3 separate regions of the Sus scrofa genome follow, and all the other regions are linked to region 3. The links are chromatin contacts, called in public HiChIP or PLAC-seq and promoter capture Hi-C maps. All regions are on one chromosome and are shown on one strand. The core of a region is the stretch at or near the end of the contact, and the rest is flanking DNA. Distances in the headings are between cores, read along the strand shown. Region 1 holds the start of CLCC1 (chloride channel CLIC-like protein 1). Region 2 holds the start of C4H1orf194. Region 3 holds the start of PRPF38B (pre-mRNA-splicing factor 38B).

Region 1 (4,807 bases), core at 2,250-4,749, 270 kb before region 3:
CACCAGGGAACTCCCTCCTAAGTTTCTTTGTAAATTTCTTCTAACTTACATTTTAACCCTTGGCAACTGTATTTGTGTAAATTAAGTATCTAGAGAATTATTATTATTCAATATCTAGAGAATTATCATTCAATATCTAGAGAATTTTCTGTTCTGATTACATTGTGAAAGTTGATTAATAAAAGCCCAGCAAGAGTTCCTATTGTGGTGCAGCAGAAACTAATTCAATTAGTATCCATGAGGATGTGGGTTTGATCCCTGGCCTCCATCAGTGAGTCGGGGATCTTGCATTGCCACGAGCTATGGTGTAGGTCACAGGCACAGCTCAGATCCTGAGTTGCTGTGGCTGTGGTATAGGCTGGCAGCTGTAGCTCCAATTCAAACCCTAGCCTGGGAACTTCCATATGCCATGGGTGTGGCCTTAAGAAGCAAAAAAACAAAGACTAAACAAAACAAAAAACCCTGCAAAATGTATAAATCCTAACACTACAAAGATGATGAATACTTCAGAAATAAATGAAATCTGATTAGCTTGTGCATATTCTGTAGTACAGTTTTTCTACCTCTCAGGCATGCAGAAGGGAATTCTGCTGAAAACAGGCCACACACAGTCTCTTCAATTTACTTTCAGACTGAGTTTTACACATTTTAGGTATTATAACTGATCATTAGTGTTCAGTTTTTATATTTTTTTACTTTTTGGCCATACCTGAATCATGTGGAAGTTCCCAGGTCAGGGATCAAACCTGAGTCACAGCAGCAACCCCAGCCACTGCAGTAACAACACTGAATCCTTAACGCACTGCCCCATAAGAGAACTCCATGTTAAGTTTAAAACTAGAAGAAAAAAAAGAAAAAGCAGTTTCTTGATGTAGACCAGATCAACTTTATGATGAAAAGGTATTCATAAAAAAATTATATATTCTACCTCCATCACTGCCAGGGAGAAAATGTTAAGATCCTCCTATATATTTATTGGGTATTGATTTTCACTTTGCAGGGCATTAGGTAATAAGCACTAGAAATTATTTTATTTCCTAACCATCTGGTTACATATGTTCTTCTGCATGGAGGTGAAGAGATTCCTAGAGGTTCACATATATGAGAAAACAAGAAAACTGAAGTATCTACATTCTCTGAATCCTCAGTTGGGAGTTCCAGGAAGGAAAGTGGGGATGGGAGGGTGGTACAGAAGTTCTTGACTTCCTGGTGGATGATCAGTGGTGTGATTCAAGTTTCATTAATTTTTTTTTAAATTATAATAAGCCAAAGGACCTAACAGTGAAGAGGCAACCCATGAAATCAGAGAAAATACTTGCAAATCATGTCTGATAAAGGGTTAATATACAGACTATATAAATAACTCCTACAGCTCAACAACCACCAAAAAAAAAACTAAAAAAATGGGCAGACGGTGTTCCTGCTGTCGAGCAACCAGATCCACGGTGCCTCTGCAGCGCCAGGACGCAGGTTAGATTCCTGGCCTGGTAAAGTGGGTTAAAGGATCCAGCACTTAAAAAAAAAAAAAAAGAGGGAATTCCCGTCGTGGGGCAGTGGTTGACAAATCCGACTAGGAACCATGAGGTTGCGGGTTCGGTCCCTGCCCTTGCTCAGTGGGTTAAGGATCCGGCGTTGCCGTGAGCTGTGGTGTAGGAGGTTGCAGACGCGGCTCGGATCCCGCGTTGCTGTGGCTCTGGCGTAGGCTGGCGGCTACAGCTCCGACTGGACCCCTAGCCTGGGAATCTCCATAAGCCGCGGAAGCAGCCCAAGAAATAGGAAAAAAAAAAAAAAAAGGATCCAGCATTACTGCAGCTGCGGCAAAGGCTGCAACTCGGATCTGATCCCTGGCTGGGGAACTCCATATGCTGCAGGGCAGCCAAGAAAGAAAAAAAAAAAATGGGCAAAGGACTTCAATCGTCATAGCTCCCAAGAAGAGAGACAGGTGGTCAATAAGCACTTGAAAAATGCTCAGTATCACTAATCATTAGGGAAATACAATTAAAAACCACAAAGAGAGATATCACCTCACATTCAATAGGATGGCTGCTGTCAAAAAAAAAGTGTTGGCAAGGATGCGGAGAAATTGGAACTTCTATGTACTGTTGGTTGGAATATCACATAGTACAGCCATTGCGGAAAACAGTATGGTGATCCCTTAAAAAACCAAAAATGGAATTACATTTGACCCAGCAATCCCACTTTTAGGTACATATGCTCAAAATAATTGAAATCAGGGTCTCAAAGAGTATTTGTACACTGATGTTCACAGCAGCCTTATAATAGCCAAAAGGTACAAGCAACTGGAGTCCAACAGACAAACTGATAAACCGTGGTGTATAATACAATGGAGCATCATTCAGCCTTTAAAAAGGAAGGAAATTTTGATATGTGTTACAACATGGATGATCCTTAAGGATGTTATGCTAAATGAAATGTCAGTCACAAAAAAGACCAATTTTGTATGATTCCACTTACATGAGTTACCTAGAGTAGACAAATTCATAGAGATACAAAGCGTCTATGGCCGTTGCCAGTGGCTGGGGGCAGAAAGGAAATGATGAATTATTTAAGGTACATAGAGTTTCAGTTTTGCAGGATGAAAAGATTCATGGAGATGCATAGTGGTGATGATTGCACAACGATATTAATATACTTAATGAACTCTACACTGAAAATGGTAAGATGGTAAATTTTATGTCAGGTGTATTTTCTTTTTTCTTTTCTTTTTTTTTTTTTTTTTTTGCTTTTTAGGGCCGCACTCACGGCATAGGGAGGTTCCCAGGCTAGGGGTCTAATCGGAGCTACAGATGGCAGCCACAGCCACAGCCACAACAACGCAGGATCCGAGCCGCGTCTGCGACCTACACCACAACTCACTAAAACGTCGGATCCTTAACTCACTGAGCGAGGCCAGGGACTGAACCTGCAACCTCATGGTTCCTTGTCGGATTCGTTTCCGCTGGGCCACGACGGGAACTCCTTGTATTTTAATTTTTAAAAACTGTAATAAGCAACATGCACACTCAAGTGCACTGCTTTATATACTTTTAAATTTGATTCCAGTAACTTTTGCGTACACCTTTTATTTTCTCCTAGTGTGTAAAACTCATTTCCTCTTTGGAGAATTTTCTAAGCTTGCAAGGCCAGTACGTAAAGATAAAAATCAAAAGGAAACTTACTACTTCCAACGACCACGCAGTGTGCACTCCTCCGCCCCCCCCCCCAGTACTCAATACTATAGGATACCATTATCACTCAACCCCATTTAAAAAATTCTCCAAAAAATACTCCAAATAGATTTCTGGGCTTTTTTTTTTTGCAAATGTTACACATTCGAAAACTTATAAAATAAACTGATACTAAGAAAATACGTTTCGTACTCCTTTTATGTGTTTGTCTTCCCTGTAAGATTTCACCTGCAGAGTTCAGCTGATGAGGATACAGAAAACAAGCCAGCCGGCCCCGCCCCCCTCGGCGGGCCAATCAGCCGCGCGCCCGGGAGGGACACACAGCTGCCGGCCGAGCGAGTCGATGAGGACGCGCTAGAGGCCCGGTGCCCGCAGAAGAGCTCTGCTCTGTTGGGGTCTGCTCGCTGCCTTTTGCGACGTGGGCACGTGTCTGTCTCCTTGGAGAGGCAGGCAGGCGACCTGGGACGTGAGTCGGGTGTGTTTGAGCGGCGGGCAGGTTGGAGTTCGGCCCCGGCGGGTCTCGCGGGCGGCGGCGCAGGGGAGGCCGAGGGTGTTGCCCCGGCCTGCGGGAGACCTCTGAGCACGGCGTCGACGGGGATGGCCGAGCGCCCGGTCTTATCTCCCCGGCCAGTCAGAGGTCTTATCTTTAGCGGTTCAAAGAGAGGCCTAGGGAAAGGGGCAAGGAGCGCAAAGCGAGACGCGGGCGAACGTTGAATTTTGTTGGCTTCAGTTATCTCTGAAAACTTTAAGCACAGTTTGAACAAATAGCGTCAGTAGAATGGCTTGGGTTTGGTTGTACCTAAGTTTTAAAAACTTAATTTGGATGTTAAAAGTTAGAGATGAATATTTATGAGTGGGCGGTGAAAAACAAGGACGATTTTCTCTGCGCTCGTGGTTATGGAGGTGCGGTCCCCAGACTAGCTTGACCGTCGTCATCGTCATCTAGGAACCGTTAGAAACGCACGTTCTTAAGTTTGCTCCAGGAAACTAGACAAAGGGACGCGAACAAAATTGCAAACTGCTGACTTATGCCGTGTTTCTGGGTTCAGGCAAAAGTTGACTCTATTCTCCAAATTAGTCTTGTTTTTCTCGTTTCACGTGTACGTTCATTGAAACCAGATACTTCTCATTTGTGCTGATTTCCACTCAGTGGCCAGCAGCCTCCTCGGAGATCTCTTTGTTGATAGCGGTCAAGCCTAGGAGCTGCTGTTAACTCACTCTTGGTGTTTCCCGCTTTGCAAGTGGGGCTCCCGTAGTTCCCCCTCTCCATCCTCTCAGAATAGCCCCTCAGGAGTTCCCGTCGTGGCGCAGTGGTTAACGAATCCGACTAGGAACCATGAGGTTGCGGGTTCGATCCCTGACCTCGCTGGGTGGGTTAAGGATCCGGCGTTGCTGTGAGCTGTGGTGTAGGTCACAGACGCGGCTCGGGTCTGGCGTTGCTGTGGCTCTGGCAGCTGTAGCCCCAACTGGACCCCTAGCCTAGGAACCTCCATATGCCGCCAGTGCGGCCCTAAAAAGACAAAACAAAAAAAAAAAAAGAATAGCCCCTCAGGGCCTCTTGCCCTGGAAAGGCAGTTTAGGTAGCGCCAGTCCGGGTTTGACCACCTGCTAGCTGATTG
Region 2 (4,405 bases), core at 157-2,656, 390 kb before region 3:
TTGCTTTCTCCCCTGCAGTTCTTGTAAATATGCTGTTGCTGCCTCTACCATATGGTTTAAAAAAGTTACTCAGAGCAAACCAATTATTATTCCAATACCACAGAAACTGTTTTTTTGCTCTTTAATGCCTTTTTGTATCCCTCCAAAAGAATGTTCAAAAGGCAGTTTGGCTTGGGAAGACATTCAGTACTTATTCTCTGAATCATGTTAGCAAAACTTTAGAAACACCTTGAAAAAGGCTTACGACATATGTAAGCAAAAGTCCAGAGAAAGGAAGTAGACATTGGCAGAATGTGAGATATTAGAGCTGAAAGTCTGGTCAAAGGTGGATCATACACTGTCAGGTACATTAAAGAAAGTGTGTATGGGGGGGGGGGCGCAAACTATAAAAAAAGATCCACGTTTAGGAGCCAGCAAGGTAACAGGATGTTTCATACCCAGGGGAGAGAGGAGATGGGGTCCCTCTCAACGACCTCCCACCTTCATACTGCTTTTTTAAAGCCATGATCAAACCACAAGGACTCCCATGTCCATCCACTGTTTTCTGCCGGCCTTCCAAACTCGTCTTACCCCACTTCTCTCTTTTCCCACTTTCTATTTTGCCCCTCTATACATCATCTTTTTGTTTTCAATCACTTTAAAGGTAATGTCATTGCAGCTGGGAAAAGTCCATGTCTTCTTCCCTCATTTCCGAGTCCAGGGACTCAGTTCCCTCCTGAGCTCCTTGGAGCTGGGACCTTTCCCCTGAGCTCAGCAGCCCAAGCTGTGAGGATGATCTATTCTGTGAGTCCTCTAGTGGGTTGGCCTCTCCATGACGCCAGTCTGCTCCTCTTCCCCCCACCCCCGCGCCTTATCCCCAAAGAAACCTAAACTCCGTGGCCTCTGAAACTGTCCGTGCTCAGATCCCAAGGTCTCCGCCAGGATCCAATATTTTGTCGACCCAAGTGGGGTCGGCCGGGGAGGACAGTACCTCTTTGCAGGCGTGAAGCTCCAGTCCCGCTCCCTGAGTCACCTGGAAGGCGGTCCCAACCCAGAGCAGCAGCCGCAGAAGCCGGAGTGTGCGCCGCTCAGTTCTTCCCCTGCCTCTGGCAGAGGGATGGAGGCTGTGCCCAGGCTCAGCCATAGTGTTGTTCTGAGCGAGCGGCAGCAGCGGCTCAGGTGCTGCGTCTGTAGCTACTGAAGGCGGAAAAAAAGGGGAGGGAGGTTCACAGGGGGAGGATGCAAGGGGCTGGGCTCGCTTCAGTCACCTCCCTGCGGCTACGCCAAGGCCGCCCATCCTTCCTCCTCCCTCCTTCCTCTTCTCCTCCTATCCACGTCGCCTTGGCAACCGCCTCCTCTTTGCCTCCGCGCGGGTGGGGCAGGGACCACGCGCTCCTCTGCCGCTCACCTGCCGGTCGCCATAGCAGCCGCCGCCGCTGGCGCGCGCGGCGTGAAAATGCACGCGCCCAGGATCTGCAACGGGCCCAACAGGCGCGCACAGGGCTCGTGTAAAGAACGCGGTGGAAACCACCTCCAAACCGTCGCCATCTAATTCATTATTTCGGGCCATCGACTACTTATGAGCATCTCTAATTTTGCAGACGTGGCACTTGATAAATCCTTATTAAGCACTTCTGTGCGAAGTGATAAATGATTGAGATGCCGCCTCTCCTCCAAAGGTTATAGCCTAAAAGAGTGACCCCGGTACCGCAACAGCCACTTCTAGAGATCTTCTTTCTTCTTTCTCTCTCTTTCTTTCCTTCTTTCCTCTCTTGTTTTGCCGCAGCGGCGGCTTGTGGAAGTTCCCGGGCCAGGGAACGAACCTGCGCCACAGAAGCGACCTGGACCCCTGCAGTGACAACGCCAGATCCTTAACCCACTGTGCCACAAGTGCACTCCTGGAGACCTTACTTTTATCCCGTCAAACCTATCCGTGCCTTGACAACAGGCTCTATGTGAAGCCCTGAGGCTCGCGTAGTTAAATAGAGTTAAAGCAAGGAAAGTTTGCTTTAGCTAGCAATTTTCCAAGCACAGCAACTGGATTCTTCTGTCTCTTGACATCCTCATTCTCTCATAGCTTTGAGAAATCCTTTTGTTAGATGCCAGAGAGAAGAACATTTCTGGGGCATCTTTTAGGAATTTTTTCCACAACTGAAATCTTTTGCAGAAGACCCGTACAATGGGACGTCGACGTTTTTCACCGAAGACTCAGGATTGCAAATCCAGCGCTCCTTGGCATACTCTGCGGTGCTTCACGCTGTATTCCTGATAGTTTCTTCCGAGGGGCCTCCCGCGTTGGACCGCCAGGTGGCGCCCTTCTCCGAGGGACTTCACCTCAGTCGCAGGGGGCGGGGCTGTTGCCTGGCAACTGAAATCGGGCGTTCCAAACAATTGGGACCCGCGATTCTCCGCGCGCGAAGGTGTGTGCGGCTGCGCGGGCCTCTCGTCCCTCTAAAGAGCGTCTCGCTCGGCATTTTACCATGCCTCTCACCCGAGACCCTTTCCAGCATTCCACTTTGGATAACGATGATTCCTACTTGGGAAAAATACGGGCTTCCAAGGTACTGAGGTTTCTTGCACATATTCCCCGCAGTGTCGACGGCATTCTTTTTTCTGTCAGCGTGACGGGAAGAGATAGTAACTTAACCGGGCTCTGGTGAGGACGGTGAGTTAGGGACCGGATAAGTCCGCCTTCTGCCTGCCTCCATGTTCCCATGTTCAGGTCTGACAGCGTTTCAGAAGTGCTTTTGAGCAGAGAGAAGTAGAGCTTTAGTCCGGGAACCAGGAGCACTGGCAGCCCCTTGGTATAAGGGGACTTACACAAGCCACGCCCAGGTTCCGCCCAGCCACCCTTTACCCTCTTTGGAAGACTGTTCTCTGAAGAGGTAGGATCTGTGGAGTGGGAAAGAATCCTCTGAAAACCACAGGTCATGCTTTATACATGTCTTCTGATTCATGCTGGAATGTGTATATATAAGTGTGTTTAATGTTGGTGGCCAGTGATTTGGGAATTTAGGTGAATTTTTTTTCCTGGTAGAAGCATTTGAGATGTTTGAAGTGGTGCAAAATACAGATAATAACAAAATCAAAGAACTCCCTTTTGTTTGTTCAACATTTATTATGTACCATATGCCAGGCCCCCTACTAAACACGGAGGATGTATAGATAAATTAGATGTAGCTCCTGTTCCCAGGGAACTCTGGTAGAAAAGCCAGACGGGCAACAGCAACAGCAAAAGTGCTTGCACAGCAGCACATGTGTTGTGACAGTCATATGTAATATGTCGTGGGAGACAGCAACTTTAAAGGAAAGCTTCCAGAGCAGGTGAGTTGTGACATCCAAATATGAGTTAGCTGGACCAGGGGAGCGAAGAGGTGGAATGTGAGTTAGGAAGAAGGAAACAGGAACCAGACATTCAAGGCAAAGGAAGCAGCAGCTGTATAGACATGGAGAGGCAAGTCTCTTAGAGGACAAAGAGTCCAGAGTGGCTGAAGTGTTAGTGTGAAATAGAGGAGCGGAGGGGCGGAAGCTGACTTGACCCTGTTTGGAGTGCGTGTGCTGAGCATACCATGCTGGTGAACTAGGTTTTCGTCCTGGAGAATCCTTACATCCAGCACTGGAGTGACATACTGGATGGGTGTGGTAGCAAGCACAAGTGGCAATGGATTGGATAGGATGTCAGTGGGACAAGAGGAATCAGCTCAGAGGCTGGTGCAGTGATCTCCAGAAGGAGTAATGGATCTAAAACAGTGATGCAGGCGTTTCCATGTGGCACAGTGGAAACGAATCTGACTAGTATCCATGAGGATGCGGGTTCCATCCCTGGACTCTCTCAGTGGGTTGGGGATCCAGTGTTGTCGTGAGCTGTGTGTAGGTCACAGACTCAGCTTGGATCCTGCATTGTTGTGGCTGTGGGGTAGGCCAGGGACTACAGCTCCGATTCGACCCCTAGCCTGGGAATTTCCATACGCCTCAGGTGTGGCCCTTAAAAAAAGCAAAAAATAAAAATAAAAAATAAAGTCGGAGTTCCCGTCGTGGCTCAGTGGTTAACGAATCCGACTAGGAACCATGAGGTTGCAGGTTCGATCCCTGGCCTTGCTCAGTGGGTTAAGGATCTGGCATTGCTGTGAGCTGTGGTGTAGGTCGCAGATGTGGCTCAGATCTGGTGTTGCTGTGGCTCTGGCGTAGGCTGGTGGCAACAGCTTCAATTGGACCCCTAGCCTGGGAACCTCCATATGCCGCGGGTGGGGCCCTAAAAAGACAGACAAAAAAAAAAAAAAGTCATGCAAGTGATGCAGGGGGTGGCAAAGACACAAAGGACAGGGACTGTTTGGGCTTTGTTGCTAAATAGATGTGGGCCCAAGAGAGGGTAGGGTAGCTCCTAGATTTCTGAGGACTTAGTTGATACCATTTACTGAGTAAGGTG
Region 3 (4,616 bases), core at 791-3,290:
CCTGCGAAACAGAACCTGCCACAAAAAGAGAAGGAAACTAATTTTCAACTGATTGAAGTTTGCCACATAACTAAATCTAAGGGTTAGATATTCGCCACACTGTATCCCTGCTGAAAAGCATCTTACCTTAAAAACAAACAAAAACAAGTTCATAGTATTACAATTACTTACAATAATCTTTTAAGAGGATACCAAAATTTCAGTGTACTTTATATACCCAAAGTTGAACTGTATTCTCAAAACAATAATCAAAAGTAACAAATATTACAAAATCCTTCAAAAAAACCCCACTTAATTGGGGAAAAGGTGGACAAAACATAACTTAAAAGCAAATAAAGAAAATTTCCTTCTCTTAACACCTCTACAGAAGTGTTCAGGTCACAGAAAATACTTTGTGATCTGTCAAATGTTTTAAGAATCAATACAGACAAAACGGATTGTATCATATTAGATGTTCTAGCTAATAGCTAATGATCATTGATTAATATTCTTTAAAATATAAATTAACCTTAGGAGGCCTGGAAGGTATTTTTAAAACTACATAATTTGCAGGTAAGTGGAGAACGCCTATCAAATTGGTGAGGAAAAGACCAAAACTAATGGCCAAAAAAAAAAAATCTAATTAGCCGTTCATTTAACCAGGGAAATGCATTTATGGCGATTGAGCATGATTAATAATGCATACCTCTACCTGCGACCCTGGGCTGCTCCGAGCCTCGCTGCAAGACTGAGTCAATCCTGCTAACGAAACAAGAACTGAGACAAGAGTGCAGTGAGGAGGCGCCAGGTGAGCTCCCCAGCACAGCCAAGCCAGCACCGACCCTGCCGCAGAAGCCCAGGGCCCAGATAATTCTAAATAAGCCCAATGCACAGGTGACTGAGACCACTTACTCCTGACTTCCTGCTGCGAAAATTTCCAGGCCTTCGGTACATCTCTTCCACTTGCACCTCTCCACCCTCAACCCTCCCACCCCACCCGACGCACACTGACCACTTCCCTGTCTTAATCGGACAGTGAACACCGACTACACGAGGCCAACATTGAAGTCAATACACGCCCTGGCCCGGGGTGAGCAGGAGAAGCGCCAACAAGTTGGCGCTGAGTAGATCCACGTGAAAAGAAAGAAATTTAAAGCTGTAAACTGGAGAGGCTTCAGTCTCGTTTCTCCTCTCCCCCACCTCTCCCGTCCAACTCCCCCCAGGGACGGGCAGGAGGTGGGGGGAGGCGAGCGAGATCAATGGCGGCGGGCTCTCCGGGCCCTAAAAATCTGAAAAGGAAATGAGAGGGCGGCCCCAGTTTGACCCCTCCCTGGCGGACTACTGACCACCACAACCCCTCCGCCCGCCGCCCCCCACCCACCACCAAATCCTCAGTCCTCCGGGGCCGCCTCCGCCCGTTTCCTCTATACCCCCTCCTCCGAACTTAACCCCCACCCCCCCAGGTCTAGACGTTTCGTACCTTAAAGTAGATCTCGTCCACCACCTCGTGGTAGGTTTTGAGCTCGTAGAGCTGCACTTTGAAGTAAGGCGACGACAGGATATTGGTCAAGATCATGGGGTTGAGGTTCATAGTCTTTTCGTTGCCCCACAGCGGCAGCACATTGCCCTGCTTGCCCGAGACTGCCGGCTTGGTGGCGCCACCGCCGCCGCCGCCGCCGCACTGCTGCTGCTGCTGAGCCGCGGCCGCGGCTGCCTGGTGCTGCGGCTGCGAGTTGCCTGTCAGCGCGGGGCTGTTGTTAGCCATGTTGCGGCGGAAGGAAGGAGGGAGGGAGAAGGGAGGGGGAGGGGGCCAAGCTCGATCTCGCTCTTCGGGACAACGGTCCGGGACCCTACTCCATGGAACGCCGTCGGAAGAGGGGGCCGCGTAGCTGTGCCCCAGCCAGCTGAAGGAGGGCAACTAGGACGCCGACAAATGGACCCCGAGTGGAGAGCAGACGCCAAGACGCGGGCCGCGAGAACTCCAAGCAGAAAGCGAGCCGGCGGCCCGAGAGCGCGATCTCTTCCGCCAACTGCCCCTGGGAACAAGATGGCGGCCCCGGCGGATGTGACGCCACACGCCCCAGAGTTCCAAGCTTAGCCGGCGGCCAATCAGAGTTGCCCAGGTGGGCCGGAGAGTCTTCTTCCTTGTTCCGCGCGTTCGGAGCGCGCTGCGGTGGCGTTGGTGCCCTCTGCTCCCCGACTCTTAGGCGATTTACACTGGAAATTGGGGGTCAGGGGAGGAAGATTGTAGGTCTAATTGGTATGTTTTAATATTTGGACTGCGGGCCCCGGTTTCATCTTTCGAAAGCTGAGCGGTCAGGCGTTCTCAAGGCTGTATACTTGCAAATCCATGACTGACTACTGCGGAGTAACCGAACCTCCTGAATTCAGTTTTAAGATTCTTTGGAAGGGATGATAGTACCGCACTCCTTCGTGTGATTCCAGTGCAGTCTTTCTGCCCTCTGTCCGGCTAGAGATCTTATTATTTGAGCCTAAATTTATTCAACCGTAAGGTCAAGATAAACATCTTGCTGGGCTAAATTTTTTTTTTTTTTTTTTTTTTTTTTTAGCATTTAAGAGCTACTGTATCTGTAGTGCCATTCGTTACCTGATTGCTTTCTTCCTACTGGAGTTCTTCCATTCTGCGGTGCATTCCGAGTGATAGCCTTGGGCGAGGCATTGAAGGGAGGTAGAGGGAAGAAGGTGGTGGGTGCGCGAATGAGTCAGAACCCGTGTCATCTTTCAAAAGCTACTGTTCACCTAGAGAAGAAGCATGGTGAATTTGGGAGTCAAGAGAAGACAACAAAAGCTACTGAAGTTTCTGCAGGTTCATGGACTTGGCAGTTTTACCGACAGAGAACAGCCTGAGTATATATAGAAGCAGGGAAGATCAAGTCTGTTAGAGGGTAAATCTAGTTGACAGGAGCCAGGAGATATGCTTATGGAGGAGTAATGACTAGATAGGAATTGGGCTATTTAAGTGCCTGGAATGCCAAGATGAAACATAAGGAATTTGATGACATTTAAGCCTAAGGGTTACATAATTTCGTCTATGACCCCAAAGTTACCTTAAGATGCTAATGTTTGGAATATTCTCTGGCTCCAATTCGTTCTTCACAGGGCGTTGCTAGAGTCATCCTTCCAAAAGTGCAGCACTCCCTGCTCAAAACCTGTGATGACTCATGTGGTGATACCCTAATTGCCAAAATCCAGTGACCTTTTTCATTCTCCATGCTATTTGATTTCTCATTGTGGCACTTTTTATCATTTACGCTTTCCTAGAAACTGTTGAAGTAGGAAGTTTGAAGGCAAGATTAATTTCAGTGGCTTAAACACAGAGGGGAAAGGGATGAGACAGAAATCTTGGGGAACATCTACAGCTGGATGAAGTTGAACCAGCAGGAGAGAGGACAAGCAGAGAAGTAGAAGGTAAATGGAGACATAGTGTAAGGAAAGATAAATGAGAAGTAAATGAATGATTGGAGTGATTAATATTTAGAATGGACAATATATAAGTGATCATTCTGTTTAGTTCCTTTATTTTATGTTGGAGGGCTAAAGCTTTTGGAAGTGGTTTAAACTTAGTAGATTTTTTTTTTTTTTAGGGCCGGCTGCACCTGTGGCATACAGAAGTTCTCAGGCTAGGGGTGGAATCAGAGCTGCAGCTGCTGGCCTACCACACAGCAATGCCAGATCCCAGCCATCTGCATGCTATATGGCATCTCAAGGAAATGCCCAATCCTTAAACCATGGAGTAAGGCCCGGGGTCGAACCCATGTCCTTATGGATACTTGTCAGGTTCGTTAACTGAACCATAATGGGAACTCCAGATCTTGTTTTTCCGTACATTAGTTTATACAAACTTACTTCCCAAGGGAAATAGATGATCCCACTCTCTAAAGACTCACCAAGTTTAAAATAAAATGAAAAAAAACTTGAACTCATTTTTTCCTTTATGTGTTTTTTGCCTTGATGAAAAGTTTATTGAGTTTACCCAGTAACACTAATTGCCAAATCCTAATTGCCTAAATCTTTTAAAATTCATTTATCCCTAGACTCTGAGTAAAGAGCTTAGTAGAGAGGTTGAAGTTTGATAATAAAAGTTTCAGTGGCATCAAATGAAGTATCAAACCAGGTATTGGGATAAAGTGCTTGGCATATTCGGTGAATCCCTAAAGCAATCTGAATATATAAGTATTATCCCCATTTAAAAAGTTATATTTAGGAGTTCCCTGGTGGCTCGGCAGGTTGAGGATCTGGTGTTGTCACTGCTCTGGCGAGTTTAATACCTGGCCCAGGAACGTCCATATGCTGCAGGTGTAGCTTAAGTTATATTTAACCTGGGTATACTACACTGTACATAGGATAAAACTGAGAAGTTTGGTTTGTTTTAGTCTTTTGGGGCTGTAGCAAAATACCACAGACTGGGTAGCTGATTAACAAAAGAAATTTATTTTTCACAGTTCTAGTGTTCTGTAGAGTCCAAGACCAAGGGACAGTCCTCTTCCTGCTTCATGGATGGCCCCACGTTGCTGAGTAATCACAACTTTAGAAGGATGAGGAAGCTCTGTGAGGTCTCTTTTGTGAAAGCACCAACCCCATTCATGAGAGCTCTACCCTCATGACTTAAGTACCTC

The links. Promoter capture Hi-C pulls out the DNA fragments that hold promoters and counts their contacts. HiChIP or PLAC-seq counts read pairs in DNA pulled down with a chosen protein or histone mark.
Region 1: an H3K27ac HiChIP or PLAC-seq map of alveolar macrophages shows a contact between it and region 3. The contact joins the promoter of CLCC1 here to the promoter of PRPF38B in region 3. A contact is called at or near these places in 1 of 47 Hi-C or Micro-C datasets (heart right ventricle) and 1 of 2 datasets of contacts at active chromatin or transcription factors (alveolar macrophages).
Region 2: a contact with region 3 is called in a promoter capture Hi-C map of fetal liver, with 4 times the contacts expected there. The contact joins the promoter of C4H1orf194 here to the promoter of PRPF38B in region 3. A contact is called at or near these places in 1 of 5 promoter capture datasets (fetal liver) and 3 of 47 Hi-C or Micro-C datasets (alveolar macrophages, heart right ventricle and mesenteric adipose tissue).

The regions. Positions count from the first base shown.
Region 1 is chr4:111,077,149-111,081,955 of Sscrofa11.1, forward strand. It overlaps CLCC1 (chloride channel CLIC-like protein 1), which reads left to right and starts at 3,500. Exons shown (of 11, transcript XM_005663605.3): 1 at 3,500-3,654.
Region 2 is chr4:110,952,784-110,957,188 of Sscrofa11.1, forward strand. C4H1orf194 reads left to right here and starts at 1,407. Exons shown (of 4, transcript XM_021090091.1): 1 at 1,407-2,540. The coding sequence starts at 2,460. KIAA1324 (UPF0577 protein KIAA1324 homolog) reads right to left here and starts at 1,309. Exons shown (of 22, transcript XM_013997295.2): 1 at 971-1,309. The coding sequence starts at 1,123.
Region 3 is chr4:111,345,465-111,350,080 of Sscrofa11.1, forward strand. PRPF38B (pre-mRNA-splicing factor 38B) reads right to left here and starts at 2,041. Exons shown (of 6, transcript XM_001927806.4): 1 at 1,460-2,041. The coding sequence starts at 1,744. LOC102160506 (a long non-coding RNA gene) reads left to right here and starts at 2,112. Exons shown (of 3, transcript XR_002343537.1): 1 at 2,112-2,239; 2 at 2,550-3,408; 3 at 4,443-4,616.